Regions from separate parts of the Gossypium hirsutum genome. Here region 2 is linked to region 1. The links are chromatin contacts, called in public Hi-C maps. All regions are on one chromosome and are shown on one strand. The core of a region is the stretch at or near the end of the contact, and the rest is flanking DNA. Distances in the headings are between cores, read along the strand shown.

Evidence for each region. Hi-C and Micro-C count contacts between places; a contact is called where the count stands out from the background.
Region 2: a Hi-C map of leaf shows a contact between it and region 1, with 1.7 times the contacts expected there. The contact joins the promoter of LOC107948779 here to the promoter of LOC107899423 in region 1. A contact is called at or near these places in 2 of 34 Hi-C or Micro-C datasets (both in leaf).

What each region holds. Positions count from the first base shown.
Region 1 is chrD04:33,667,580-33,674,343 of Gossypium_hirsutum_v2.1, reverse strand. It overlaps LOC107899423 (lipid droplet-associated hydrolase), which reads right to left and starts at 4,229. Exons shown (of 13, transcript XM_041091303.1): 1 at 4,088-4,229; 2 at 3,735-3,839; 3 at 3,557-3,630; 4 at 2,889-2,960; 5 at 2,698-2,726; 6 at 2,555-2,605; 7 at 1,550-1,594; 8 at 1,123-1,182; 9 at 937-1,019; 10 at 405-552; 11 at 159-209. The coding sequence starts at 4,152. LOC121216064 (a long non-coding RNA gene) reads left to right here and starts at 5,304. Exons shown (of 2, transcript XR_005912111.1): 1 at 5,304-5,387.
Region 2 is chrD04:34,226,548-34,232,595 of Gossypium_hirsutum_v2.1, reverse strand. LOC107948779 (bifunctional nitrilase/nitrile hydratase NIT4B) reads right to left here and starts at 3,199. Exons shown (of 5, transcript XM_041091316.1): 1 at 2,468-3,199; 2 at 2,233-2,350; 3 at 1,636-1,809; 4 at 1,106-1,384; 5 at 644-994. The coding sequence starts at 3,001. The coding sequence ends at 846. LOC107948778 reads left to right here. Exons shown (of 4, transcript XM_016883421.2): 4 at 1-9.

The sequences.
Region 1 (6,764 bases), core at 2,980-5,479:
TCTTTCCTACCAAAGACACCTATGGAAAGAAAATATATTTTCCATCCCTCTAGTTTTTCACCCTTTCAATTTTCCATCTTTCCAATTTTCTTTCCTTCGTACTAAGCAAAGCCTTAGTCTCTTACAGCACCAATTTCCTGTTGTCAGCATGAGCATACCTTTATGAACTCCGTCCTGGCCATATATAGCACATTGTGTATAGTATGATACTGCAAATAAAAAATATGTAAAACAAAAATTAAAGCCTTCAATATTAAACAAGCACTTGATTTTAATACACACATATATACACGCAAGAATACAATTAAATAGTCCCCTAGGGCAATCTGTACTGAGGGTGCGAATAGACCCAGAAAAGAAAGAAATACTGCTTATAATCAGAAAGAACTGCAACAGGACTTGACCTGTGGTAAGTGAGAGCAACAAGCTTCGTGGGCAGTATTAGACCATGACTTCCCATTCGAAAGTTCAGAAATTAGCCTCAAAACCTGTCTTGGTAACAAGCTCAACGATGCTACAAAAAGTGTAACCATAGTGGACAGTACTCTGGACCTGAAACCCATATATTGATTCTATTCAGTCTCCAATCCGTATCCATGAACAATAGAATGTTAAAATTTTGAACAAATATTCAAAACCACCATAGCAGATAAGGTTTTCTTTTATTTTAGGTTATAAAAGATGAGTGAATAAATGATATATGAGATTATGATTCTGAACAAACTTTACAAGTATTGTTCAGTTAGGGAATCATATGGTATAGTGGGAAAGGAAATTTAAACATGCCATACAATACTGCAGTGTGGAGCAAGTGCGACAAATAGAAGAAGAGTGAGGGCAGAATACTGGAAATTAGTATTCATCATAATAGAGATCTGAAATGTTTCCCACACAAACCATGCATAGTGGGAAGCAATGATAAAGAAAGAGTCTTACATAATAACCTTCACGATGACAGCCTGTTTCTTTGATTGCAGATTTAAGGCTAAAAATGGGTAGAGTCCAATGCAATACATTGCCTAAAACACCAGATTAAGAATTTTAGGAAACAATTTTTTTCGTTTCACAAACTTGAATGGTAAAAATTATGTTGAATAAATTAGTTGAAAATGGTCATTCCACCTTCTCTGGCAGCCTCCTTAGCATTTCTAGTGCTATATATGAACCAATAGAGTGCCCTACCTTCATGGAAAATTAAACATCTACAATGAGTTTAAACTTAGAAATCAGAATCGACTGCAAGAATTTTGGAATACATCACTTTATGAAATTTTAGTGTTTCCTTCCAAGCCAAAATATTATTCACTAGTAGAAATGAAAATCAAACATGTGTCCTTAACAGAAAAACAAATAAAAAGGCACTTATTGAAAAAGATGTTGAACATTATCAAATGTTAGATTGAAAACTATATGCCAAGAATGAAAAAGATATTTCTCCTTGTATCGGGGGAAAAGAAAAACATTTCAAGAGGTTATATTCTTGGAAGAAGAAACTGTTTCTAGGACTAGCAGGAAGATGAAACTACAGAAAGTTAGAAATTAGTCTTACAAGAACTAAAGGGGCTTCAATATTTTGCACTTTGATGAACTCAATCTGCAAAAGTAAAAATTAAAGCAAAGTTATAATCCTTTATGATGAATTGGTAAGCTAAACATGGTTTTCATCGTGATTCTAAGCTAAAGATCTTCATCTAGAAAGATAGGCTAGGCAAAAAGGATAACCAATAATCCAATTCAACAAGAAAAAGAAGCTTCGTCAATGCTGGAGAATAGTTAATTTGATTTTCAAGCGACTAACACATAAAACTTCAGTTCTCAAGTTTATCCTCACTAAATTCAGTCTTCCAACCATGGTAGTCAGTACCGTACCAATACTGGCCAGTAAGTACCGTTCCGGTCCTAAACCGCTACCAAGTAGTCTATGTTCAGTTTCAGTCAAAGTTTTGGTGCATTTTGGATATTTCGGTGTGTTTCAGCCTGTATCGGTCAATTTCGGCCCATACCGGTTGGTACAAAATTTGATATTTTAAACCAATCTTTTTAAATGTTCCTTCTTTAATTTTTCTATAATTACATTTAAAATTAAAATATAGTTATAAATTAAGTTATTGAACGTAATTAATAATTTTAAAACTTATATTTACATATAAATATATTTATATCGATGTAATTGAGATATATTATGAATATATAACATATATGGATGTAACTGAGATAAATCATGTATTATAACAATTAATTTATTAAGAAACTAAAAATCAGGATAAAGATACCAATACACTGAAACATGTCGGTACTGGTACGAACTAGTATCAAGGCAAAAACGGTACGCCCACCAGTATGGTACTGACTAACTTGCTTCCAACTCAGAGCATATTAGTTAAGAATTTTTAAACAGCTCAACAGACAAGGTAAATCAAAATATATCATATTCATGGACAATTCAGGAAATTAAAATTAATAATAGAGAATACTGGCAATTTTGAAAGAGACTCGCTAAAATTCTTCTTATTTATCAATATGCTAAAAGCTAAATAAATAAATAGAAGGTCACCTTGTGATCAATTTGTTCTTGCAAGGAATACAACTTTCCGTGTTCCCAATTCTTCAACGGAGGTTAAAGAAGAAGGAAATAATTAGAAAATCAAAGATGCACATAGATTACAAAAAAAAAAAAAAAAAACCCATTGTAGGTACCTTTTCTGTATGACCTGAAGCGCCAACAGCTGCTTGGAACCGTAGGAAAGCAAGAAACTATTAAATACAATAATAGGGCTAATGATGATAATAATAATAATAATAATAATAATAATAATAATAATAATAATAATAATAATAATAATAAAGAGAATATTTTTCATTAAAAGAGAAACTTCTCAATCTGTTACCTGATACAGATGCCATTCCTCCCAGGGACTTGAACAATGATTCCACAAATTCCTTGTAAAAGGTAATAACACCTGAGATCATCAGATGCAATTGAGATCTAATTCTAACAATTCAAATAGGGTTAATATACAATATGGTACCTGAGTTTGGCTTCAACATTTAATTCAGTACCTAAGTTTTCATTCGTCCTAATTTGCTACCTGAGTTTGGCTTCAATGCTCACTTTGGTACCTAAACCAAATGGCATCATGTGGTCCAACGAGTATTTGATGTCTAATCTAGTAAAAAGAATATGGATACTTAACTGGGACCAAAACATTCTCGGATACTAAATAGAACATTGAAGTCAAACTTGGGTACTTGAGAAAAATATTCATTCATCCTAATTTGCTACCTGAGTTTGATTTCAATGTTCAATTTGGTACCTAAACCAAATGGCATCATGTGGTCCAACGAGTCTTTGATGTCTAATCTAGTAAAAAAATTATAGATGCTTACTTGGGACCATAACATTCTCGGATACTAAATAGAACATTGAAGTCAAAATTGGTTACTTGGTAAAAATATTAGTATCAAATTGAACCTTAAAGCCAAAATCAGGTACAAGATAGTATATTAACCCATTCAACTAATACTAAAATAGTACATCAAAGACATTAAAACATACCAGGATTTCCAGGAACAAACACAACATGAAAAGAGGGACGATCAGCACGAATTTCAAGTATCTCAGTCATGCAACTGCAGAGCAAAGATGTCCAAAAAGATCAATAAAACAAGCATCGATATGAAACCTCTTTAAAAACTAAAGAAAATAAAATAGAATCTTTACAAACATAACATACCCGGAGACACTGCACAACCTAAGATTTACACATTTCGTAGCATTTGAATCCAAATCCGTAAAATCCATTTCTCTACGCCTGGAATTTGGTATGCTATCAGTTCTCCTGAAAATTGAAAAAAAGTTTATCGGGTTGACTTAAAAATTCCTCATGCTGTCAACAACTGGGCTGTACCCATATTTCATGACATTGTAAGTGCTTAAAAACTGAGAATAATGAAGCCTGTTGTCACATGCATCAACAATCTTATAAAGCTAATGCATACAGAAGACAGTTGGGAGAGTTTTTTGTTTCTTTTTATAAACCCAGAAATATAGTTGCATATTATCATCAAATGAAGAATTGGAATATACCTGTACTTGAAGGAGCGAATAAAAGAACGGGGTCTCTCTGTTAGAGCAGCAATACGAGCTAACATTTCTGATCTTTTTCGCTCAAACCTTTTATAATTATAGATTTATTATATGCTATTTTCAGTCGGTTCTTTTGTAAAGCTGTAACAAATGTTTCCTGTTTAAGCCTTAAGCGGATTGTTCTTGGGCTGAAAAAAAGTGATGGAGAGTGAGCTGACCCAGTTAGCTACCATACGAGTACCTAACAGGAAAATGGGCCAGGATGAGAACTTACCACTGAATCTCTGACCACTTACCGTTGAGCCCGAATCAGCTGATTTTATGTATTTAATATTTAATTATTTTTAAATATTATATTTTTAACATATTAATTAACATGAAATAATATTTTTATTTTAATTATTAAAATATATTAATTTATTAATTCAAATATTATAATATGAAATTTCCAAATAATAATTAAGGCATTTCTAAATGCAAAGTAAGATTATTAAAAATAATAACTAATTAGCATAATTAACTATTAATTAAGTTTAAAATGCATAAAATTATACCAAAATAATAAGTTCTTTCTTCAAATAAAATTAGCACAACTTTTTTACATCAAAATTTTTAATTAATAACACCTTTTTTTCTTATATTTTATACTTCGAGTTCTAATTAAGTAATAATTCTATTTTAAAATTTGAATAATTTTTAACTAATAATTATAAATTAAATTATAATTATGTATGATTATCACAAATTTTATTAAATCATAATTATTTTTAAATGTGCAATTGTTACAACTTTTATTTTGCATCAATTTTTTAATTAATATTTCTCAATTATACATTATAATTATTTTTAAATGTTAATTTAGTAATATGAAGAAAACTAAAGAGTATTTTCAATCAATTCAAAGATTTTTTTCAAACTCATGCTTTTATATATATATATATATTATGGATATAGATTATAGATGAATAAAATTTCGACAAGGTATATAACTTGTTTTACATTTCATAATTGAATTTATAAAAGGCTTCAAATTCTAATAAATTTACTTACACTTAATTATTTTAAATTCGTATTAAATTTGATTATTTATATTTATATTTTGTATTAAATATTTGATTAAATTAATATTAAAAATCAATCCAACACCAATTCAATAGGATAATAATGAAAATATCTTACTTAAAAAGTCTTTTATTATAGGTCAAGCTCATCAGCTCACAGATTGAAAATGGGACTGGTAAGGAGGTGTTGAATAGTGATGGGAAAGTCATGAAGAAAATCATTTGCCCAAGAAATAAAGGTCAGTCTTTGGTTTTTTTATTATTATTATTTTCAAATAATGTGTTTTTCTATATTTTCATGGAATTTTCAAGGGTGCGCCAGTAGCAAATTTTCACGTATTTTTGTGAGAATAATCGAGAGCACAAGCTTGATATTGTGAGTCTTTTAGATACTAGAGTTAGTGGTGTTAAAGCTGATTTGATCATCACTAATCTCGGTTTTCAATTCTCTCATTGTGTGGAGGCATTTGGTTTTTCTAGGGGTATTTGGATTAGATGGAATGAGTTAATTTGTGTCAAAGTCCTTCGGAGCCATCCTCAAATTGTTTTGTTACAGGTTTTTGATAATTCTCTAGATCGACCTTTGTTTTTTTCGTTTATAGTAGTCATTATAGTCGAAAACAAAAACACCTTTGGGAAGGCTTCAAGATGACTATTCCAAGTAACGAGTCTCCTTGGTTGGCAGTAGGGGACTTTAATGCACTTATTTCTTCTAGAGAAAAAAGAGGTGGGCAAATTATTTAGAAAATATGCCCTTTTTTTGGTGATTTTATGGAACCGACTAAATAGCATGATTTGGGGTTTAGAGGCCCTTCTTTTACATGGCATAGAGGTGGTGTGTTTGAGCACTTAGATGGAGCTATTGGCAATGATGAGTGGACTGACTCTTTCCGAAATTGGTCAGTGACTCATCTTCCAATACTCAAATCTAACCATAGACCTCTCTTGGTTTCTCTCAAACCATCGTTTCGCTTATCTAAAGGTCGTCCTTTTCATTTTTTAGCTGGTTGGTTAGAACATCCAGATTTCTCGAAGTTTTTCATGGAAAAGTGGAGCTTTAATGGGTATTTTTCGGATTCTTTTGCTCACTTCATGAATCAACTCAAGAGGAATAAAAATGTGTGGACATATCGGGACACATAAAAAAATGATGATTCAGAAACTCTCTAATTTTCAGAAGGGTATGGGTTATTCTCAATCGGATTCTTTATTTTAGTTGGAAATTAATGTCCAGGAGGACTTTGAAAATGTGCTTCATCATAAGGAACTTCTTTAGAAACAGAAGGCGAGATATGACTGGCTTCTTCTAAGAGACATAAATACAAAATCTTATCATCAGTGTACACTTCAAAGGAGAAAACAAAGTTGGATCATGGCCTTGAAGAATGGGCTGGGAGAATGGATTTTTGATGAGGAAGAATTACAAAATGAAGCGATTAGGTTCTTTCAGAATTTGTATGGTGAGAAACCGAAATCGATGAGAGCCTTGCCTCTTAGCTCGTTTTCCCGGATTGCAGAGGGAGATTTCCAACTCTTGTATAAATCGGTCTCTAATGAGGAAATAAAGATTGCTTTTTTTATATGGACCCATTAAAGGCCCTAGGTAGTGATGGGTT
Region 2 (6,048 bases), core at 1,950-4,449, 560 kb before region 1:
CTGTATGAATTACAGACCTTTTAGCGAGTTATGCAGAAAAAAGAAAAGGTAAAAGAGATTCTGTTGGGATCATACTTAGGATCAATAGAGGAAGTCTCATCGGCACACATTTTTTACACTCACAAATCGAGAGGAAAACAGAAATGGCAATAAAAAGTGATAGAGTTGTATGACTTAAATTCCTGTTAAAATAAAATACAAGTGGCAAGATAGGGGATTCTGCAAGGGCAAAGGGTGAGGGTTGAAGGTCGCAGCTCATCGCAGATCCCCAATAAATAAAATATTGGACTGGGGTCACAACCGAAGGTGCGGGGGCCAAAAACCCCAACGGTACGGTACAAGCTACACAAGTGAAATCCATATAAAAGTTTACTTCCTCTTTTTGGTATTTGATTAGAATAAGGTGTTTTAAGCTTACTGCATTACTTCTAATAGACATATTCTATACTCCTCTTGTATCATTCGAATTCGATGTAGTGAATTTTCTTATGCTCTGCACATGGTTTTCCTGTGTGTTCTACTTTCTCTCTTTCTTTGTAATTTATTGTCATTATCGACGTTCAATTTTCACAAAAGGATTGAATGGATAGGTCTCATTTCAATGACCATTGACGGCATTTATGGCTACCACTTTATATTTCAGTAAATAAAAACTTCATTCCATGCATTTATCGAACTATACAAAAGCATACAGAATGTTGATAACTTACCTTGGTGTTTTGTAACATGGGAGGCTGACAATGAACTATCCACTGCATTTTTCAGAAGATCCTTTTAAGATCAGCAATTATGAAAGTCTAAACTAACTATTTTGCTGTTAGAAAGATATGAACTCAGTTCTAGATCTAAGACAAATCAACGAAAGCTTCTGTCTTCACAGCAGTTTGATAAAGAACAAGGTTGGGTTTGTTTGCAGACCAACCAACAGAATCTGGTCCCATACCAAGCCCTACTTCACCAAATTCTAGCTTTGCTCGAGTTATCTCTTCAAGATCTAGAAGAGTAAGAGAATGTGTCTACTAAGTGAGGTTAAAGTATCTTCATAGATGATCAATGTTGAAAAATGTTATCCGGTCATGGAGATAAATATTAATAGGAACCTTACCTAGATCAGCTGATATAAGGGACTCTCCTTGGTAATTAGGTCCTGCCAAAATGGTCCCTGAGGGTGAAACAATAACACTGCCCCCACTGCATACTATTGTGTCCAGTAGGTCACTGTTTGAATCTCCGTCTATGCATTTGAGTGGCAGAGAGTAGTCTTTCCTGCGACAGAACTGGTTGGCAGATAAAACAAAGCACCTGCCCTCTATGGCAATGTGAATCATGGATGCTCGCCATTCTTCCCTGGCATCAGCAGTTGGTGCACAATACATTTGAATACCTGTGAATACGGTGGACTAAATTTAAAAAAAGGAAAAAGAAAAGATTTTGATGTTTGTAATGGAAAAATGGCAAGCTCTAGTCAGAGAAAGAAATATCCAATAACAGCAATGCCTAGATCATTGTTCAACGATGTGCACAAAGAAATGCTGTTTGTCTATATTGGATTTGCAGGGTGAATCTAGTAGAAAGCCATGAACAAAACATAATTTATCAAGGATTCCTCAACTGGCAACAAACAATAAATTCTACCTTTAGCATACAATTCAGTTCTCAAAGATGGGATCCTATTGTCCAAATAAAGGAGGCCACCAACTTTCCCAATGGCTGTCCGATATAATGGCAATGATGATTTCTCTCCAGAACACCATACTACACATTCCGATGCACTTCGCATTAGCTTCCGATGTTTTCCGAGATACCGTCCTACAGGATCAAAAAACAGAATCGTGCTAAAGAGATAGAATCCGTCTTTCTCCACTACTCCCATTACTAAATGAACTTTATATCTACATGAAATTTTCGCAAGTCTATCAACTTCAGGACCTGTGTACATAAAAATAACCAATACGAAATCACAAACAAGACGAATAGGGCATCTCAAGTTCTGCATACAACATAATAGATCATAGAAACAAGAAACGATTGCAGCATCATCCTTAGATAGATTAACTAACAAGTGCATCAATTGTTAGAATCTGCTAAACTTCCAACTCATGTTTAAACTAGAAAGTTCAATTCTTTTCATTCTTGGACAACAATGTCTGCAGGTAAATTAATCTGGTATTAATTACTTTCATATACACATATGGATCCTATAAATCTGTTTGAAAGGTGAAGAGCTGGGACCTGGGACCTCAATGGCAGAAGCATGATACTTGGGAAGCTCCTGATTATCTTCATTTGGAGACTCAAAAGGAAAGCCCCTTGGATATCCACCAACAAAGGCTTCTGGGAAAACAACTAACTGTGAACCATATGCAGCTGAGCCAGCAATTAGCCTCTCTGCTTTATCTACTCATTAAAAATAATAACAACACTTTCAATTATAAATAAATAAAAAAGAAAAGAAAACTGAGCTCACCATGATATGGGTAGGGACAGTTTCAAATAAGAAAGGGGGAAGGGCCCAGCTAGATTTAAACAAATTTCCCACCACAACCCTAACAAATAAGATTATTGAGTCAAATGGGGTACCTAGTGTGGCGGGAGTGTCAAAGAAAACAGTGGAAGCTTGAACCACCGTAGCCCTCACTCGACCCTTTTCCATGTAGGCAGGGGCAGAAGCGAATAATAGAGTCGGATGGGTGACGGGGTCGGGCGGGACTAAGTCGGGCCGGGTTTGTTGAAGGAGCCATTGAATGGTTTCGCCGTTGGTTCGGTGACCCATTTCCCGGGTCAAGCGGAATAGACCGGAACAGCAGGTTAAAGGTATCCTGATCCGCCGATCACGACCATCTACTTTGATGTGGCGGTCGCCCTTATAACGGCGTCGTTTCTTGGACGGTTGTAGAGAAGTGGGTCCACCTTCTTCTTCTGCATTTTCTGGGAGTAAGGGTCTTTGTTCATTTTCTTCTTCCTGTTGTTGTTGGTCCACTGATTGAGTTTGGGAATCCATTTTTGGTTTCTTTTTTTCTTCGTCTGGTTTGTTTCTTCGTTTTTCTTGCCGGAGTTGTTGTTGTAGTAAATAACGATGTCTGAATTCGCAGTCGCTTGGTAAAAAGCAGTCGTCCGCTTTTGTGGGTTCTAATGAAACGAAAAATGCCTTTTTTTTTTTTTATTACAATAACAGCAAATCCCAAACAACCAAATTACAACTCCAACTTAAGTCGCTTAAAATAATAAACATCTTTAATCATCATATCATTAATATTTGTTGAACAATAAAGAAAAATATTATTCTAAAATTCTATCTTTTCCTTTTAACAGAATTAGTCATTACCCTCTCCCAACTTATAAGTAGTAGAATAATGCGTTTCAATGCATTTGAACTCATATTTAATAATACACATGTCAATCGAGTTAAAACTCAATCAATAAAACAAAACAATTATTAAAAGTATATTATTCGGGTAATATATATTTTCATTGTGAATTTATCCATTTAAGGTATCTTTTTTTTTATTTACTTGTAGCCTATTTCATCACATGGTTTGATTTGTAACAATAACACTGTTAATTTATGATAATGTGATATTAATAGTCAATTAGACGATAACATGTGATAATCTCTTATATAATAATTAAAAATATTAATATTAATATATATCCTTCACATTAAGAATGAACTTAGACAAATTATTGTCTTAATGTATTTGATATGAGTAACTATTTATCTAAATTCATTTTAAACTTGTTTTTAGTAATTTTATATATTTGAAATCGTTTAAAAAATTATCAAGTTATTTATATTATTATTTTAAAATTTAAAAATATATAAAAACATTTTAAAAATTTTAAATATAAAAATTAATAAAAAGTATAAAAATATTTTACAACTAAAATGAATCTGAACATATTCAAATCCATCTAAACAACTATGTAAGAGCCCAATTTTACCCGGGCCCAACAACAAAAAAATAACAATTCATTTACAATGCTCGAGAGCCCAAAAAATTATTACAAGCCCAAATACAAAGAGTGGCCTAATGGCCCAAAATCCTAATCATTCAGCAGAAACCCTAGTTGCCCTAGCCCCCTGCCGCGCTGCTCCCCAACATGTCAGCGGACGCGGCACCCGAAACCTTCCCCCTTGCACCAAATGACAACAGCAACTCCGTTGACTTCCACCACCCATGCAAGAAACACAAAAAAGGAAAAGAAGCAGAAACAAGCAATCAAAAAAAATATATTGTAATATTATTTCAATTATAAAAATCGATCTTTGTAACACGAAAAAAAAATCGAATACAAAAAAAAGAACAGACTTTTAAAAAGGTAGCTCTTTTATTTATTTATTTCTATTTTTGAAGCAAATATAAAAAAAAAAGAAGGAAACACATTTTTTACTTGTTTTGCCTCGCCTCCGTCGTGAGGGTCCTCTTTTCCGACTTGAGAGGGCTTCGAATCCCTTGGGATTCGTCGAAGGACCCGTTGAAAAAGGGAGAAACTGAAAGGTTTCTCCGCTTTGGGTTAGATTTTGGCTGAGATTTTGGGGGCTTTAACCCTATATTCGCGTTTTACGCATTTAAAGGATAAAAAAGACCTCTTTTTTTTAATTTTTAGCCACAGGAGGCGACGATCGTCGTCGCTGATAATCGGTGGCCATGGCGAAGCGCCGACGGCCTTGTGGTCAGACTTAGGGAGAGCCAAAAGAAAAAAGAGGGAAGAAGGAATATTTTTTTTTTGAAAATAAGGCTAAAATGTTTTTTTTTAATTTTTTTACTTACATATGCATATCAAAACGACGTCGCTTTGGCCTGGCTTCAGAAACCCCAAAACGACGTCGATTTGGAACTCAACCCGAAAACTGACCCATTTTCCCCTAGGATTCGCCTGTTTTTGAGGGGAGGGGATATTTGCAACTTTGGTCCTTTCGTTTTTTTCATCTTTTTAATTTAGTCCTATTCATTTTTATTTGTTTTAATTTTCGTCCCATAATTTAAATTCCTATGCAATTTAGTCCCCTGACCCACTGTGAACCCCTTGGGGAGTGACACGTGTCAATATGATATGGATAATTGCCATTTGACCCCCTAAAGTTTCCTATCTTATTTTAATTTAATCCTTTATATTATGTTTCCTTATAATTTAGGCACTAAATCTTGTTATATTTTAAATTTAGTCCTTTACTTCCCTTTTTCTTATTTATTTTGCAATTTATGCTTTAAGTTCTATTTAAATTTCAATCTAATCCTTCATTTATTTAATTCTGCCTTTTTATTTACTTTTTTATTATTCTATCCCCTAAAATTTTATTATGGTGTCGATTTAATCTTTTTATTTAATTTTCAACATTTTTAATTCCTTATTTATATTTTATCCTTTAATTTACATAACTTGCATTTTTATCCTTAAGTTTCTTAATCATCTCATTTTAGTTCTTTTTTTTGTGCTATTTTTTTATGTTTATGTTATTATTAAATGATTACTTTTGTTAATTAATATTTTATTTTGTCATCATTAATACTACACAACCATGATCATAGCATTATCATACCTTTTTTATTATTTCACCATTTTTTGGTTATTACTAATGTTCCACTTATTATTTTACTATTGATACCATTATTAAATAGTATTATTAATAGGCTAAAAATTATTCCGACTACCATAGTTATTATTTTGTTATCATTTTGTGACCACGTAAGTTATTCTATATTATTTTTGTCATTTCCATTTATGCAACATGTTTAAATATTCGTTTATTTTTGTACCAACACTTGAATAAATCAATCACATATTGCATTAAATGTCATATCTATTTTTTACCCAATGCACAAAAAAGGAAAATTTTAAAAACTGAGGCAACGTTCTTTATTTAAAGATTCAAGAAGTTGTGCCTTAACTTATGGGCTTTGACTTTCTCTTTGAACCTAAATAACCGAACATCTTTTTTAGAACTAAAGAGACATGAGATTGAAATAGTAATTAAATAATGAGCAATCTTATTTTTGAGGATTCTAGATGTCATACCCTAACTTACGGGATATGACCTTTTTGTTT